Regions from separate parts of the Oryctolagus cuniculus genome. Here all the other regions are linked to region 1. A link is a contact called in public Hi-C and Micro-C data. All regions are on one chromosome and are shown on one strand. The core of a region is the stretch at or near the end of the contact, and the rest is flanking DNA. Distances in the headings are between cores, read along the strand shown. Region 1 overlaps UBAP1 (ubiquitin associated protein 1). Region 2 overlaps DCAF12 (DDB1 and CUL4 associated factor 12). Region 3 holds the start of DCAF12 (DDB1 and CUL4 associated factor 12).

The links. A called contact is a pair of places that touch in the nucleus more often than the background predicts.
Region 2: a contact with region 1 is called in a Hi-C map of an unstated tissue, with 2.7 times the contacts expected there. The contact joins two enhancer-like sites. A contact is called at or near these places in 2 of 6 Hi-C or Micro-C datasets (embryonic fibroblasts and an unstated tissue).
Region 3: a Micro-C map of ear pinna shows a contact between it and region 1, with 5 times the contacts expected there. The contact joins the promoter of DCAF12 here to the enhancer-like site in region 1. A contact is called at or near these places in 2 of 6 Hi-C or Micro-C datasets (ear pinna and embryonic fibroblasts).

The regions. Positions count from the first base shown.
Region 1 is chr1:197,255,892-197,260,933 of mOryCun1.1, reverse strand. It overlaps UBAP1 (ubiquitin associated protein 1), which reads right to left. Exons shown (of 7, transcript XM_070053455.1): 5 at 4,910-5,042; 6 at 4,176-4,277; 7 at 2,501-3,610. The coding sequence ends at 3,470. KIF24 (kinesin family member 24) reads left to right here. Exons shown (of 13, transcript XM_008274282.4): 13 at 788-1,406. The coding sequence ends at 928. Among named protein-coding and RNA genes, the nearest start is that of KIF24, 91 kb to the left of the region's middle. Within about 2 kb of position 2,328, at least 1 of the 8 cell types and tissues checked has an H3K27ac peak or open chromatin away from gene starts, as enhancers often do.
Region 2 is chr1:197,086,209-197,091,250 of mOryCun1.1, reverse strand. DCAF12 (DDB1 and CUL4 associated factor 12) reads left to right here. Exons shown (of 9, transcript XM_008273818.4): 8 at 595-773; 9 at 1,247-3,372. The coding sequence ends at 1,405. Among named protein-coding and RNA genes, the nearest start is that of UBAP2, 40 kb to the right of the region's middle. Within about 2 kb of position 2,215, at least 4 of the 8 cell types and tissues checked have an H3K27ac peak or open chromatin away from gene starts, as enhancers often do.
Region 3 is chr1:197,127,769-197,132,810 of mOryCun1.1, reverse strand. It overlaps DCAF12 (DDB1 and CUL4 associated factor 12), which reads left to right and starts at 2,326. Exons shown (of 9, transcript XM_008273818.4): 1 at 2,326-2,426; 2 at 4,930-5,042. The coding sequence starts at 2,415. It overlaps UBAP1 (ubiquitin associated protein 1), which reads right to left and starts at 3,311. Exons shown (of 7, transcript XM_070053455.1): 1 at 3,197-3,311.

The sequences.
Region 1 (5,042 bases), core at 1,079-3,578:
ACCTGGTTTACCGTAGTCATGTGCAGCATATGGGGGCTGTTACACACCACTGCTGGGCCTTGTGCCGCCTCCTGCCTGGCCAGTACAGCTTGCTACTCAGGACAGGTACTGTTGGAATATGGTGCTATACTCCGCATTCTCAGGCTAAAATGTTCTCAGCTTCTATCCCCAACCACTCTGCCTTCCTAGTGGTTTATTGGGGCCTCTTCCTGTGACTCTTAATAACACCCACATGCCATCAGAGGCATTTCTTTTTTTTATGATTTTTATTTATTTATTTATTTTTTGAGAGTTAGGGAGAGAGAGATCTTCCATTCACTGGTTTACTCCCCAAATGGCTGCAATGGTCAGAGCTAGCCTGATCTGAAGCCAGGAGCCAGAAGCTTCCTCGGGGTCTCCCACGCAGGTGCAGGGGCCCAACTACTTAGGCCATCTTCTGCTACTTCTCCAGGCCACAGCAGAGAGCTGGATCGGAAAAGGAGCAGCTAGGACACGAACGGGTGCCCCTATGGGATGCCAGTGCTACAGAGGCTTAGCCTACTTTGCCACAGCACTGGCCCCAACCAGAGGCATTTCTATCAGAATACACCTTTATCTGGAAAGTGTCTCACACGCAGAAGACTGGGCCCCATCCCGTGCCATTGCAACAATCCTGATGGTTTCTCAGCTGCTGCTGCTGGTAGTGGTGAATTCTGAAATCTTCCTGTTTAGAGAAGGAAGTAGAAAAAGAGATCTGGTGGAGGGCAAAACAGAACAAAAGCTCCATTTGTCCTGTTTCTTTTCTCAGGATTTTGAAGACTTTGTGACCCAGCTGGATGAAATCATGGCCCTGAAATCCAAGTGCATCCAGAGTCTGAGGAGCCAGCTGCAGTTATACCTCACTTGCCACAGGCCAGCCGCAACCCCTGAGAGGACAGCAGTGTCTTAAAGCAAGATCCTGGATGGGACGGTGCGGGTAGTGCAAGTCCCTGTGCCCGACCCTTGGGCTGGAGGCGGCCCGCCAAGTCCTCCCTGCACATGCCAGAACCACCTGGTACCGCCTGTGCTAGCCTCATCTCTACACACATGGCCTTCGATGAGCCTCTGTCCCTCCCAGCCCCAAGTACGGAGCAGCTATAAGAAAGGGAGTTTAGAGCTAGAAGAGAATGCTTTACTAAATCCTTGCCTGAGGGCATACAATTGGACCTGACACCCTGTGGATGTTGTTAAATTCAAGGACTGGAGGACGGGGTAGTTAGTGGTATCTGACCTCTGGAGGTCAGAGGTCACAATCTAGGGAAGGACGGACAACCTGCTGACCCAGAAGCTTTATCAGCTGAGTTCTGTCTTCAAAGATGTAAACACTGGCCCTAAACTAAAACAGTTTTGAAATTTTTAAATGAATAAACCTTGAGATGTCTTCAGTAGCTGATGTGATGGCTTTTGGCTTACAGTTCCCTTCCCTTCCTGCAGTCTAGTTTTGAGAAAAAAAAAAAAAAAAGAGGGTGTCCATGTCACTGCGTTCTTTTTCACATCTCTGACCTTTGCGGGGTGACAGGGCTATCCAGTGCCCCATGCTTCCTCATTCACACCCTTCATGGAATCCTTGAGGAGCTGGAGGGTCTCAAGCAAGGCTCCAAAGGCTCCATCCCAGGTGTGCTGTCCCGGGCACCCTGGCCACTCCAGCTACACCGCCTCTCACAGGCCTTGGCACGGAGTACTCCAGTCAACAGTGACTCAATTTATACATAGTTCTGGGTACTGCTTGTTGTCTGTCTCTTCAGCAGGAAGAAGTCTCCAAGTGCCCATCACTTTCCAAGGCCGTCCAGGGACAAACTGAGATTTATCACAGCCTGGGCCATTGCTGTGTGACCTTTAATTTCCTTCAGGTAAAGAGTAACTTTTTAATGTTTTAAAAGGAGGGCTTAGTTAAAAGGCCAAGTCAACCAAGTAGCTTTTTCCAGTCTGCAGCATTCTGGCCCTAACCACTCTTTGACCACCAGAGGGCATCCTGCTTCCATCTTGGTGCTTCTTGGCCCTAAGGCTCCGCAGCCCCTACACACATGATCATTTAAAAAACCCGAGACCCACTCTTTGTGGAGAGCCCAAGAGGGATGGTGGAACAGCGCTAAAAATAAGGACAAGAAACTTGAGGGATGCATCTAGTTCTATCGTACTCAAATAGCACATAAACGCCTGATGCTGCTCACGGGAAAAGGGATTTCCTCCATCTCCTGAAGGCCCAATCTATCTCACTTCCAGTAAGTCTTAACCGCAGAGTCGATGTCCTCTGCCAGAGACTGAGATAGGTCAGGTTTAAAAAGGCACTTGTCTGGACCTGCCTTTGCAGGGGCCAGTTCCTGGGTCTCGCAGGCCTGGAGTAGGAAGAAAGTACTGAAATGACAGAAGCAGGTTAGGTCATGTTCCACCCCCAGCAAATCTACACAGGAACTCCCTTACCACCCACTCCACCCCTCACTAAAACAGCCCTTGACAATAAAGAAATTAGCATGGCAGGATATACCTTTTAGATTTTTATTAGTAGTACTCTCTGAAGAATCAAAATAGTTAGCAAATTATTTTAGATTCAAGACTGTATATTCTTTGTATTTAGATTTTTAACGTTCAACATAATACAAAACCAAAGAGACTGATTTCTATGACTAGGTGTTACTTGTGTCATTCTAAAGCAGTGGGCTGCAGGGGGGAGAGGCTGTCCAAGAACAGAAGTGGAGTTAGTGCTGGGTGACGGCACTGTGGCCTGTTGTCTCCCCACTGAATGTGCTGCGAAGGGGCCAAGGGTTAAACTGACAACTGTTTCCTAGAGCAGGGGCTCTGTAACCCTGGGCAGCAGAGACTGTGGTCCAAACCACACCAGGAGAGGCAGGCTGGGGCAGGGAAGCGTAGTGACTGCCTGGCGAAAGAGAAACTCAGGCCCCCTGGATAAAAGTGCATTCTTCGCACCGCAGACATTGCAGAACCAGTGTAACACTAAGAGGCTTTGTTGAGGGGGGACTGAAACCCCGGAAGAACCTTTCACTTGTACTCAACTTGGATTAGAGTTCCGTCCACTAGTGTGGGGAGGGAGAAGCATCTAGCCCCAAAGCAGCACTGAGTTTGGCCCTCTCCCCCACTTTTCCCTGACTCCTCTTGGTGGCCAGGCCAGGGCTGAGGACGTAAAGACCCAAGAGAAGACCAAGCTAGTCTTTCTGGAGGGCCCAGGTGGGAAGGACACTTCTCAAGATACAAACATGTTTAATAGAGAAGGAGCCAGGACAGGTCTGGGGGCATTAGCATGCCCAAATCTTCCCGCTTCTCCCCAGCTCGGGCCCTGCGCTCATGGAGATTGACAAGCACAGTCTCCACGCCTGACCGTCTTAAGTCCCAAAAGAAAATCCAGAAGTGTCCCCTTCGCCTTCCCCACAGGCGGGCTCTGCAGGGGCTTCCTGGGGGTGGTGGTTCCGTGGCAGGGCTGTAGCAGGGCCTGGTCTCAGCTGGCTCCTGCCCGGGCCATGAGGTCTTCCAAAGCATTGTCCTGGTCATTGTTGTGTAATACCAAAGCTTCCTTAATGTCCTTCAGTTCAAAGCCCATTTCCTTAAACTTGCTCATTAACTGAAGAAACTCCATCATCTAAGGGACATAAGAGAACACAGATTAAAGGGCCCAGCCATCCAACACAACAGAGCAACGGAGCATTTTGTCTGGAAGGGGCCTGGAGGTCACGGGGGTTCTGCATCCCTCTAGCCAGAGCCACCTCAGTCTCCCTGAGGTTCTTCAGGAAGAAAGGGTGGTGGTGGAGGAAACCAGGTCACGCAGGTTTGACACCAAAGCCTGCCACCCTTCAAGAGCCACCCTTAGCTCAGCCCACCTCCTGCTGACCTCTATCTGGGTCCTTCCACCCATACTGACTGAGGCAGGCCACTGACCTCCAAAACAGCTGTTCTCCAGGGATCAAGGTAGGTGGTGAGACTAGTGATCCTCCTGGTCATCGGAAGTTTGGCTTTCGGCCCAAGTCAATTCTCCCTTCCCCTCACTGGGATTCTAGATAAGCCCATGTATTCCCCAAGTCGAGCAGAGCCTGCCTAGACATGAGACCACCCTGCAGTTCCTTGGCAAGGGAAGCAGCCTGTGACCAAGGGAGAGAAGGACGCTTCCTCTTTTCCAGGGGGTTCCCATGAAGCCTGAAGGGTCTCACCTTTTCTTCTGAACACTGTTGCATTTCCAAAGCCTCTTCCACTAACAGAGGGTCAAAGCCCTTCTCGCAAAGCTGTCCGTGTGCAAAGAGATAGTCGAGAATCTAAGAAAACAAAGAGGAAGTTTGGACACCTACTGTCACTACGCAAACAAGTCTGCTCCCAGTCCACCCAGGCTACCAGTTTCCGGACAGGACTTGAGTGTGCCTTGAACTGTATCCAATGCAGCGGGGCCTCAGTGACTACTTACAGAACAGAGAGGTGTATATACCTTTCTAAATATGAGCAGCCGTTTTGCAAAGGAGTTGTAGCCACAGCTGACTCACATCTCCCAGAATGTCACCTGCACAGCCCAAGTCAGAAAATGTCCCCAGAGTGTTAGACTCCAGTACCCTACTGACTGCCTGGACAAGTGTAAATGGAAAGAAATGTCTAGAAGATGACCTGGGACCCACTCCTAGTCTGGCCCTTTATGGGGCAGGGGTTGGCGAGGACTGGGTAACGGTCCAACAGTTCCAGTACTCCCAAGGCTCTCTCTAAGCCTGGGTTCTAGAGCAGCCTCCAGAAGAGAAACTGCTGGTGAGGTGCTCGCTTCTCCGACAGAACACCTGCCTGGGTCCCCACAAGCCCACAGGAAGGGAGGTGGGTGCACAGGAGCAGAGCCCGACACTCACCACCTCCAGAGGTCCCAAGTCTCCTGGCTGAGCACCTGCTCCTGTGCTGACCACTCACTCACCTGCTCAATATTCTCTCCTTTCTTCTTCAGGGCTCTCATGACACACTCGTATGAGTAGCCCATGTTGACCACTGTCTCCACACACTGCCGCTCGCTGGGGGACAATGTCTGCAGTTCAGAATAGGCCTGGGGA
Region 2 (5,042 bases), core at 966-3,465, 170 kb after region 1:
ATTATTTGATGCCTGGGTACAGCAGTTGTGTTTTCTCAGTGACCCACAATGATTAGATGTCTAAAGTTCACCCTGTGGTGAGGAAGAATGCTCTGGTGTGCTTAAGTTTTGGGCTTTCTGTCACCCTCCTAACACACTTAATACCAGCTACAGACTTCCTGTAATTTTATATAAGGTGGTAATTTTATATAAGGAATATAAGGAAGTCCTTGTTTATGTGATGATTTGTACATACGCAGATCACCCTGAATTGCAGTATAGGCTGGAAACATATACTGGCAAAGAGCGTAGTTGTGAGTGATGATTCCGAAGTGGTGACGCAGGGAAGTTCCAGGCACACTTACTGTCTTTGGCCAAAAACATCTGAGGCTTAGTCAGCAATCTGGCATTCTCCACAGCTGGTCGGAGGGCTCCTGTTAGTGCGTGATGGCTGCGGCAGCGTGGCACCAGGGTTCCCTGCTGTTGCATGAGCTATGTTTGCCCCTGGAAAAGCATTGTCCGATACTGGGAGGTGCAGTGCAGACTCGGCATTGGAGGAATTCAGGCGAGCAGACTGCTAAGCTAACGCTCTCCCTTCCCTTCTCTGTCTTTCAGGGATCCGGTCAGTGAGCTTCTACGAGCACATCATCACTGTGGGCACAGGGCAGGGCTCCCTGTTGTTCTATGATATCCGAGCTCAGAGATTCCTGGAAGAGAGGCTCTCTGCTTGTTACGGGTCCAAGCCCAAACTGGCAGGGGAGAATCTGAAGCTAACCACTGGCAAAGGCTGGCTGGTGAGTGAGCCCCGCTTGAGTTGATTGCCAGACAGTGGCAGAACAATTATCTCCCCTGTACCAGCCCCTCCCACAGCCTACCTCCAGGCACTCCTTAGAGCAGGAAAGGAATTTCCTCTAATTTTGCTTTTATGTCTCCATCTGTTGCCTGTGGTTAAACTGAGGCACAAGAAATCAAGTTGCCTGGCCCAGGGTTCCCCTGAAGTGGTAATGGAACAAGAAAGGTTAGGAATGTGCTGCCGAGCTGCCGGCGGATTATGAAGAGTTCTAGTCTAGCTGTTGGACAAGATCTGAACTGTGTGTACTTCCTCTCTAATGCTCAGTTGAAAACTGAGGCCCTAGTTCCCAGGAAAACCAGTCTGCCAACATCAGGTTATAGGTGCGGTGCCCCTCCACTTAAGGAGATCGGAATGCATTCGTGTTTCTGCCCCATGGCCACAGGGTGCTAACCCGGTCTCTCTGTCTCCCTGTAGAATCATGATGAAACCTGGAGGAATTACTTTTCGGACATTGATTTCTTCCCCAATGCCGTGTACACCCACTGCTACGACTCGTCCGGCACGAAACTCTTTGTGGCAGGAGGTCCCCTCCCTTCAGGGCTCCACGGAAACTATGCTGGGCTCTGGAGCTGATGATCAGTGACAGCTGACTCTCCCAGAATGCAGAGATTTACACTGACTTCCATCTGCAGTTTCCTGGTTTCTTCTTTTGCCCCACCCCCACCCCCCCAACTGTGTGAGGCTCTCATATTTTAGTGAGAACACCAGGGTTTGTCCATAGTTTAGGCACTCAGTAGGAAGAAGCTCTGTACAGAAAGCTGAAGGGCTTTTTATTATTTTTTTTTCTTTTTCCCTTTAGGTAATCAGAATTGTACCCTTTTTTTCTTTCTGGCTTCTCAGCCAAACGTTGCTGATCCCCAGTTAGATGTTTTCGTTAAGTGACACACACTCTCCCCTCTCTTGCTTCTTTAGGCAGAAATGACACAGTCCTTCTCACCCTTACTTCACTCTTGAGAGGTAGGGCTCCTTTATAATTATGTGGTTGCTGTCAGACTTTCTGTGAAAGTTTGAGAGCCGTGTGGGTGTGTGTGTGTGCGTGTGTGTGTGTATGAGAGAGAGCGGGAGAGAGAGAGAGCGAACTTGCATGCGTGTAGGTACTGTGTGTCACTGAAGTTATCTGGAGTGAGGATTCCTTGTAATTAAAATATTTATAAAAGAAACAACTTTATTCAAGTCCAGCTTTGGGGCTAGTCTGTATCTTGTGCGTTAAAGTCTAACACTGAATATAGGAAGGAAAACACATCACCACTGGGAAAATCCTTGAGCGAGAGCACAGCCTTCCTGGGGCTTCCCATGCCGGGACTCCCGAGTGATCCAACCCTACCTGTCTTCCCAGCTGTGTGTCCTCCGGGTGAGGACACCTCTGTGGCTGTCACTTCCACTTCCCAGCTTCCCCTCCACTTAGCCGGTGGCCACTCCTCTGAAACCTGAGTCTGCATCCAGAGGCAGCTCTGCACACTGCAGAGCATCACAGGACTTGGTAAAGAGTTTGCATCCCAGCCTCCCTCTCCCTTCCTCCCCTCCAGCAAGACCTTGCCCATACTTCATGGGCTGGAGCTAGGGGTCTCCAGTCTGTCACGATTCTCATAGCTCCCTTGGCTTTGAGAGAAGACCTCTCTGCCATTCTTCCATTCTCCCCAATGGATTCTGCTGTTGCTTTCTAAACTGGGTTCAGTCCAGGAGGGTGAGGGTGCACAGGGGGTTTATCCATGTATAGTGAGTGTGTCATGCGTGGAATATTCATTTTCTCAGTGCAGTGAAGCTTGGGGTTGAAGCTCTCCCTCCTCTGTGTGGGCTCGGCCCTAGGTCAGTGAGGGGGTGGCTTGCAGCCAGTAGCATTGTGCATGTAAAAGCCTCAGCGTGATTAGTACTTGTCTGTTCCTCCTTTGAAACTGTGTTTTGTCTGAGGTTTTAAACTTGCGGGCAACTGACTCATTGTGAGGTCCTGTTGCTCCCTGTTTTTTTATGCATCATGTGGAAGATAACAGCTGTCCCCACCCACAGATTGCTCCTCTAAGCACATACTCTGCTTCTCTCAGCATCTCCTGGGGAAAGGAAAAGTCGCTTACTACCGTACCCCAGAGTATTTGCTGCTCTCCCAGATATCCCTCCTCCCTGGGTGTAAGTAGGGAGGCTCATCATGGAACAGGGCAGCGGGGAGAGGAGACAGCAGGTTCCCCAGAGGGGTTGGCATACAGCACGCCCCACAGGTTCTGGAATTCTCATCTTCTAACCTAGAGAAATAGGTGCTATAAACAGGGAATTAAGCAAAATGCTGGATGCTATAAACCTTTTAATTGTCTTAATTTTTTTTCTATTATTAAACTACAGGCTGTAGATTTCTTAGTTCTCACAGAACTTCTATCGTTTTAAACTGACTTGTATATTTAAAAAAAAAATCTCAAGTAGGATGTTTTGTACTGTTTGCCAAGACCCTCTTCTGTGATGGGTAATGAGTTTGATTGTTTGAGATTTTCTGTTTTTAAAAATGTAGCACTTGACTTTTTGCCAAGGAAAAAAATAAATATTACTCCAGTGCAGAGTGGCTTGAGTGACTGTATATAGCCCATAGGTTGGGTGGGGGAGAGAAAGAGGGTGCTCAAATGACTGGCAGGAAGCTTGGCTTGGGGTGCTGAGATTGCCGGGGGTGGGGGGCACAAGAATGTCTCAAGATCAGAGACATAAATAGGAAGACCTGCTTGCTCCTGATTCGCCACCGCACACCTCATCATTGCTCTGGGGTCCAGCTGAGAGTGGATATGCCCGGGGCAGGTAGTGTGGCTCACTGGCTGAAGATGAGGGCAGTGCTCATACACCTTACTCGGACTAGGAATGTAATTTTTTCTTTATTAGAAAGGTAGAAATCTTCCATCACTGGTTCACTCCCTAGATACCCTGAGACAGCTGGGTCAGGCAGAAGCCAGGGACACCAGATCTCCATGCAGGTTTCCCATGTGGGTGACAGGGATCCAAGTATCTGAGCTATCACCTGCTGCCTCCTGGGGTTTGCATTAGCAGGAAGCTGGATCAGAAGCAGAGGCAGGACTTAAACCAGGCACTTCAATATGGGTTGTGGGTATCCATCCCAAATAATATCAACCACTGTGCCAAAGGTCCACCCCTGGCTAGGGGTGTGAGCAAGGTGACCAGCTCCTGTGGTCAAGGTTGGTGATAGGCCCTCTCTGCTTCTGTGGATGATGCCAGGAGAGTGACTGCCAAAGCTGCTGCACAGCATCCTGGAAATAGGATTTTTTTTTTTTTTCCTCCAGTTGAAACCACAGATCCTTGGTGCCCTTTGAAAGGGGAGGACCCAGGGGCCACAGTGAGTGATATTCCCAGAACCTGTTTGTGGCTATAGCTGAAAGAAAGGCAGGCTGCTGAGTCATCACCCTCCTTGCCCAGCCATCCCTGTAAACCCACCAGGGCTGGGCCACTGTGGCTGGGAAGGCAGTGCCTATTTCTCTGCCACGTGCCACTTAGTTCTTTTCTAGAGCAAGCTGGCTACAGCTCTTCTTTGCACCTGTTTAGAGACTGACTAGTTCAGAACATGCCCTCAAGGGAACCTGTATGATCAAAACCAAGTTAGGAAGGGGAATGTGAATGAGTTCTAATAATTTGAAAGAGAGCCCTAGAAAATGATGTTAAATTTTGGGAACAGACTGGAACTAGCTTTTCCCAAAATGAACTTAGAATGCCAGATCCGAAGCACTGCCAGTGTTAGCAGGATGTCCCATTGTTTTGGGGGAAATGTAAATTAAAACAGACAACTTCTTTACTCAGAGTTGTGGTATGTTACCATGAGACTCATGTTTCATGAATCATGCTCAGAGAAAGATGACCTAGGGAATGTGGGGTGGACCTGACTTGGGCCTCTGTCCTCCATAGAATCTTGGCCCTCCTCCCATTGTCCAGTCAGACTCTCCAGCAAAGTATAGATCAACAGAAGACCTTTGTGGACTTTATGAGTCCCTGTTCCTCCCAGCAATGCCTACTCCCAAGTCCTGAAAGAACTTCCTCGATCTTCTCAGGCCACATGCCTCATTCCAAATGGACTGCTGGCTCCTCCCATCATCTTTTAGGTCCTTTTGCAAAGGCTTTGGAAGGGAACTGAATTAGTAGCCCTTCAAGCTTCATGTATGCTGCAGGTCCCTAGCCCTGGGTGTCCCTACTAAAAGCTGAACACTACTTGCCATCCAGTCCTCTGTTCCAG
Region 3 (5,042 bases), core at 1,077-3,576, 130 kb after region 1:
GTCCCTGCTACTCATGTGGGAGACCTGGATTGAGTTCCAGGCTTCTGGCTTTGAACCTGTTGGCCTTGGGGATTAAGCCAGTTTATGAGAGCTCTTTGTCCCTCAAATAATAAATAAATGAATATATCTTAAAAATTTATAAAGAACTAAATGCAGATACTAGAACTAGACACAGGGGTTGGTGCTGTGGTGCAGCTCATTAAAGCCCCAGCCTGCAGTGCTGGCATCTCATATGGGTGCCAGTCTGAATACCAGCTGCTCTACTTCTGATCCAACACCTGCTAATGCACCTGGGAAAACAGCAGAAGATGGCCCAAGTCTTTGGCCCCTGTACCCACATGGGAGACCTGGAACAAGCTTCTGGCTCCTGGCTTTGGATTGGTCCAGCTCCAGCTATTGTGGCCATTTAGGGAGTGAACCAGAAGATGGAAGACCTCTCTTTCTCTCCACCTCTCTCTGTAACTCTACCTTTCAAATAAATAAAATAAATCTTAAAAAAAAAAAAAAAAGAACCAGACACAGATACAGGTACAAATAAAACGGAACTGGAAGATCCCACACCAAGATGTAAATAGTGGGGGTGTGCATTGTGGTATAGTGGGTTTAGCCCCCGCCTGTGGTGCCAGCAACTCATATGAGCACCAGTTTAAGTCCTAGCTGCTCTACTTGTGAGCCAGCTCCCTGCTGATGACTTGGGAAAGCAGTAGAATATAGCCCAAGTGCTTGGACCTGGCAGAAGCTCCTGGCTCCTGGCTTTGGATTGGCCTACCTCCAGTCATTGCAGCTATTTGGAGAGTGAACCAGCAGATGGAAGACCTTTCTCTCTCTCCCTCTCTCTGTCTATGACTCTGCCTCTCAAATAAATAAATCTTTTTTAAAAAATGTAAATAGTGGAATCAAGGATTTTTTTTAAATACCTTTATTCCCCATGATTTCCAAGTTTCTACTTTGAGCACATATTTATTTTGTAATTGGGGAAATATATTTTATAACTTTTTAAAAATACTTAATCAAAGACCCGCAATGTGGAATAGCAGGTTAAGCAGATGCCTGCAATGTCAGCATATCCCATGTGGGCACTGCTCAGCTTCTGATCCAGCTCCCTGCTAATGTACCTGGAAAGCAGCAGAAGATGGCCCAAGCAGTTGGGCCCCTGTCGCCACATGGGAGACGCAGATAAAGATCCTGGCTTCTGGCTTTGGCCTGGGCATTGTGGCCATCTGGGGAGTGAACCAACTGATGGAAGATTCCTCTCTTTCTCTGCCTCTCTCTCTCTCTCTCTCTGTCTCTTCCTCTCTCTGTAACTCTGCCTTTCAAATAAATACATAAATCTCTTAAAAAATAAATAGGGGCCAGTGCTGTGGCATAGTGGGTAAAGCTGCTACCTGCAGTGCCGGCATCCCATATGGGCACCAGTTCAAGTCCTGGCTGCTCCATTTCTTTTCTTTTTTTAAGATTTATTTATTTATTTGAAAGTCAGAGAGAAGCAGAGGCAGAGAGAGAGAAGAGAGGTCTTCCATCCACTGGTTCACTCCCCAATTGGCTGTACTGCCCAGAGCTGTGTTGATCCAAAGTCAGGAGCCAGAAGCTTCTTTCAGGTCTCCTATGTGGGAGCAGGGGCCCAAGTACTTGGGCCACCCTCCACTGCCTTCCCAGGCCATAGCCGAGAGCTGGCTTGGAAATGGAGCAGCCGGGACTTGAACTGGCGCCCATATGGGATGCCGATGCTACAGGTGGTGGCTTCATTCGCTATGCCATAGTGTCGACCCCTGCCTGGGAGGACAGTGGAGGGTGATCCAAGTCCTTGGACTCCTGTACCTGCATGGGAGAGCCATAAGAAGCTCCTGGCTTCAGATTGGCCCGGCTCTGCCTGTTGTGGCCATTTGGGGAGTGGACCAGCAGAGGGAAGATCTTTCTCTCGCTGCCTCTCTAACTCTTTCAAATAAATAAATCTTTTTTTAAGTGTATAAGAGTTACTGTCATTCTACTTCACTGAAACTTTATTATCACTCTTTAAAAGCAACTGTGAACTTTTAAGCTTCTAAATGTGTGTCATTTCTATTTTATTTTCACAGAAATGATGAAATGATGAGCTATGCTTTGGGGGATGCTTCCTTGGGATGTCAAAATGATGTATACCAATTTTGAGAATGAGTCTGCAGCAGTGCCCAGTGTATCTTTTGACTTGGAGGGGGGAGACCAAGACCCAGACCCTGCCCAGCCTGAGCCTAGAGATTCTCAGAAGATTCTAGACTCTTGCCCAATGGGATCCTCTGTCTTCCAGAGCATTGTGAGGCGAGACAGAACTAGAACAAGACTCCAAAAGGAAAGCGACCCACTCCTGAGATACTCATTGTGTGCGTGCCTCTCAAGGGACAGGTCTGGCCAAGTAAGATGGGGATGCCTTTCCCAAGATGGCATTATGGGTTAGTGACAGTTGACTTGGGATGGTGGAGGATCCTGTCTCAATCTAGCCTTTGGTTTAGTTTGGAGAACAAATCCAGATCTCCTTGTAGGTAGAACTTCACAAGGGCCAACAGAGCTCCCTGGAGTTAGGAGGCCTGAAGCCTGAAGGGACCCGGTGCCACAGCTTGAGGCCAGTTGGCCCCAAACCAAGTGCATTCTCCTTCTTCCGAAGGGTTTCTTTGCCTGAGGAGTCTGGAGGCTGTCACTCAAATTCCCTCAGGAGGCAAGGGTGACCTCGAAAAAGCCCTCGTTGGGTGACCAATGCCAGTCCAAACTGGATCGAGAAGCCAAAAACGGCCACTCTTTCCCGCGGTTCAAATTTCGCCCAGCTGCATCACTGGAGACGCAACCTGGGATGTGAAAGGCAGGCAGTGACAAATTACAGCCTGAAGCCTACCTCATAAAAAGCACAAGAGGCTGTGGCTTTGACGGCAGGTCACTGGACTATAAAAGGGGGGAGGGGCAGGTGACAGAGGGGCTGTTGCGATCCGCCCAGGCAAAGAGGGTCAGGAGGGGTTGGTGGGCAGTGGCGCAAGCAATAGACAGCGGAGAACGTGGGGAAGAGGGTGGCCAGAGGCTCCCGGGGCAGCCTGGGCTGGTTCCCCGCCCAGAGAAAAGTCCGGCCATACTCCAGACTCCGTCTCGAGGGGCAGGGCAGGTGTCTGCCTCCCAGCCAGTGTCCAGCCTTCGGCTCCAGGGCACGGTTTGTGATAGGTTGGGGGAAACGTACGCGGCTAGATGCGAGGTAACCAAAGATGTTCGGCGGGTGAAGTGTGGCGCTGGGAGGGATCGCGATCCTAGCAGAGCTGGTCATCCCTCACTTCCGGGTGCCCGCGAATGGGGCCAGCTAGGCTCCAAGGTCGGGTGACCAGAGGCCAGATTCTCCCAGCGCCTGCTCGTCCACCTCCAGCAGCAGTCGAACGAGTGTCAGGTCGCAGCTAGGCAACAGCCGGGAACTCTCCTCCGAGTCCTAAATCCCGCCCCTCTCGTCCCGCGGCGTTTCCGTAGCGACGCGCCGCGAAGTGCGGCTGCGCAGAGGTGACGAAGCGCGGGCGAGGGGGAGGGGGTGTTTTGGTTCTAGTCGCTCGCCGTCCTTTCCAGACTAGGTCGTCGGAAAGCTTCTGGTTCCGGCTTCCCCTTTCCCTTCCCTTTCCCGGCCCCGATCCTCCCCCTCCTTCCCTTCAGTCCGCCTGCCTTGTTAACTACTGCTGCCCCGGGTTCTGGGCCATTTTCCGGGCCGGACGCACTGAGCTGCGCGGCCCCGGGGCCCAGTATATGACCCGCCGTCCTGTTACTCCTCGCTTCCTACGCCCCATGCGGCTGCGGGACCGCGGCGGCGCTGCCCACCATGGCCCGGAAAGCAGTTAGCAGGAAGCGGAAAGCGCCTGCCTCGCCGGGAGCTGGGAGCGACGCTCAGAGTCCGCAGGTGAGGGCTGTGAGGCCGAGACTTAGGCCTGCAGAGCTGGGGACAGGAGTTCGAGGTTCAAGGTCTGTAGTCTGGCGGGACCAGAGGGCCTGGGTCTTTAGGGCTGGGGCTGGGCCCCCAGGAGTTCCCTGGAGGACAGGTAGGCCGGAGGGGTGAGGCGGTAAAAGGGGCCCTCAAAAGAGTGGCATTCCGTAGGAGGCCTTGCAGCCAGGAATAGGACTTGTTTAGAGGCTTGACTTTGGAGGAGGGGAATCGGGAACAAGACCGACCTCCCAGAATGTGCTGAGAGGGAGCGTGAAGTCCGTCCCTAAGGGGCCCCAGAAAGCGGGCATGACCGCGTCCCTCATCGAGGAAGGACACCCCCTGTGGTTGCCCACGGAGCAAGCTGGGCCTTTTGGTGCTTGGACCCCTAGAACAAACAGCAGGTCCCTGTCGTAATCCTTACACCGCCCCCTTCGGAGGGGAAGCCTTCACGGGATAGGGTAGGGACTCTGATTTCCTGTGCCTCCCCACCCCGTTGGTGTTTGATTTTTCGAATTTTGCAACCGCCTGGAGCGCGGTCGCGATGCCAAGAGGAGCGGCCATTTATCAATGGCCCTGGAAGACCCGGGACCCCGGTCTGGCCACTTGAGCTGGGCTTTTCATGCTCTGCAGGGAGTTAAGGCTGAGAGGGAGAAGGGTGCGAGGTAGAGATGTAGCCCAGGTCGGTGTGGCAGTCGCTCAGCCCCTCTTTGCCTTCCCTGCCCAGGGTAGCTAAAGGGGAATCTAAAAGAGTCTCTCTCCTAAGTCATCTGTCCTATTCTTTGCTCCATTCCCTTATCTTTCAGCCCTTGAACTCACATGGGTAGGTTTGACCATGAGCAATATCTCAGTGTTGGAAGAGTTACACTGAACTTAGTGGATTGAGATTCCTGTTCTTTTGTATTTCTGTTGGATATAAATCCTGAAGGATTAGTTCTTGTTTCCCTAATATGGTAGGATCGCTTGTTCTGAGGAAAGTTAGGCAAATCCCTGATTTCTCACGTTGCTTTCCACAGTTTGGCTGGGACCACTCACTTCACAAAAGGAAAAGACTCCCGCCAGTGAAGAGATCCTTAGTGTGCTACCTGAAGAACCGGGAAGTCAGGCTACAGAATGAAACCAATTACTC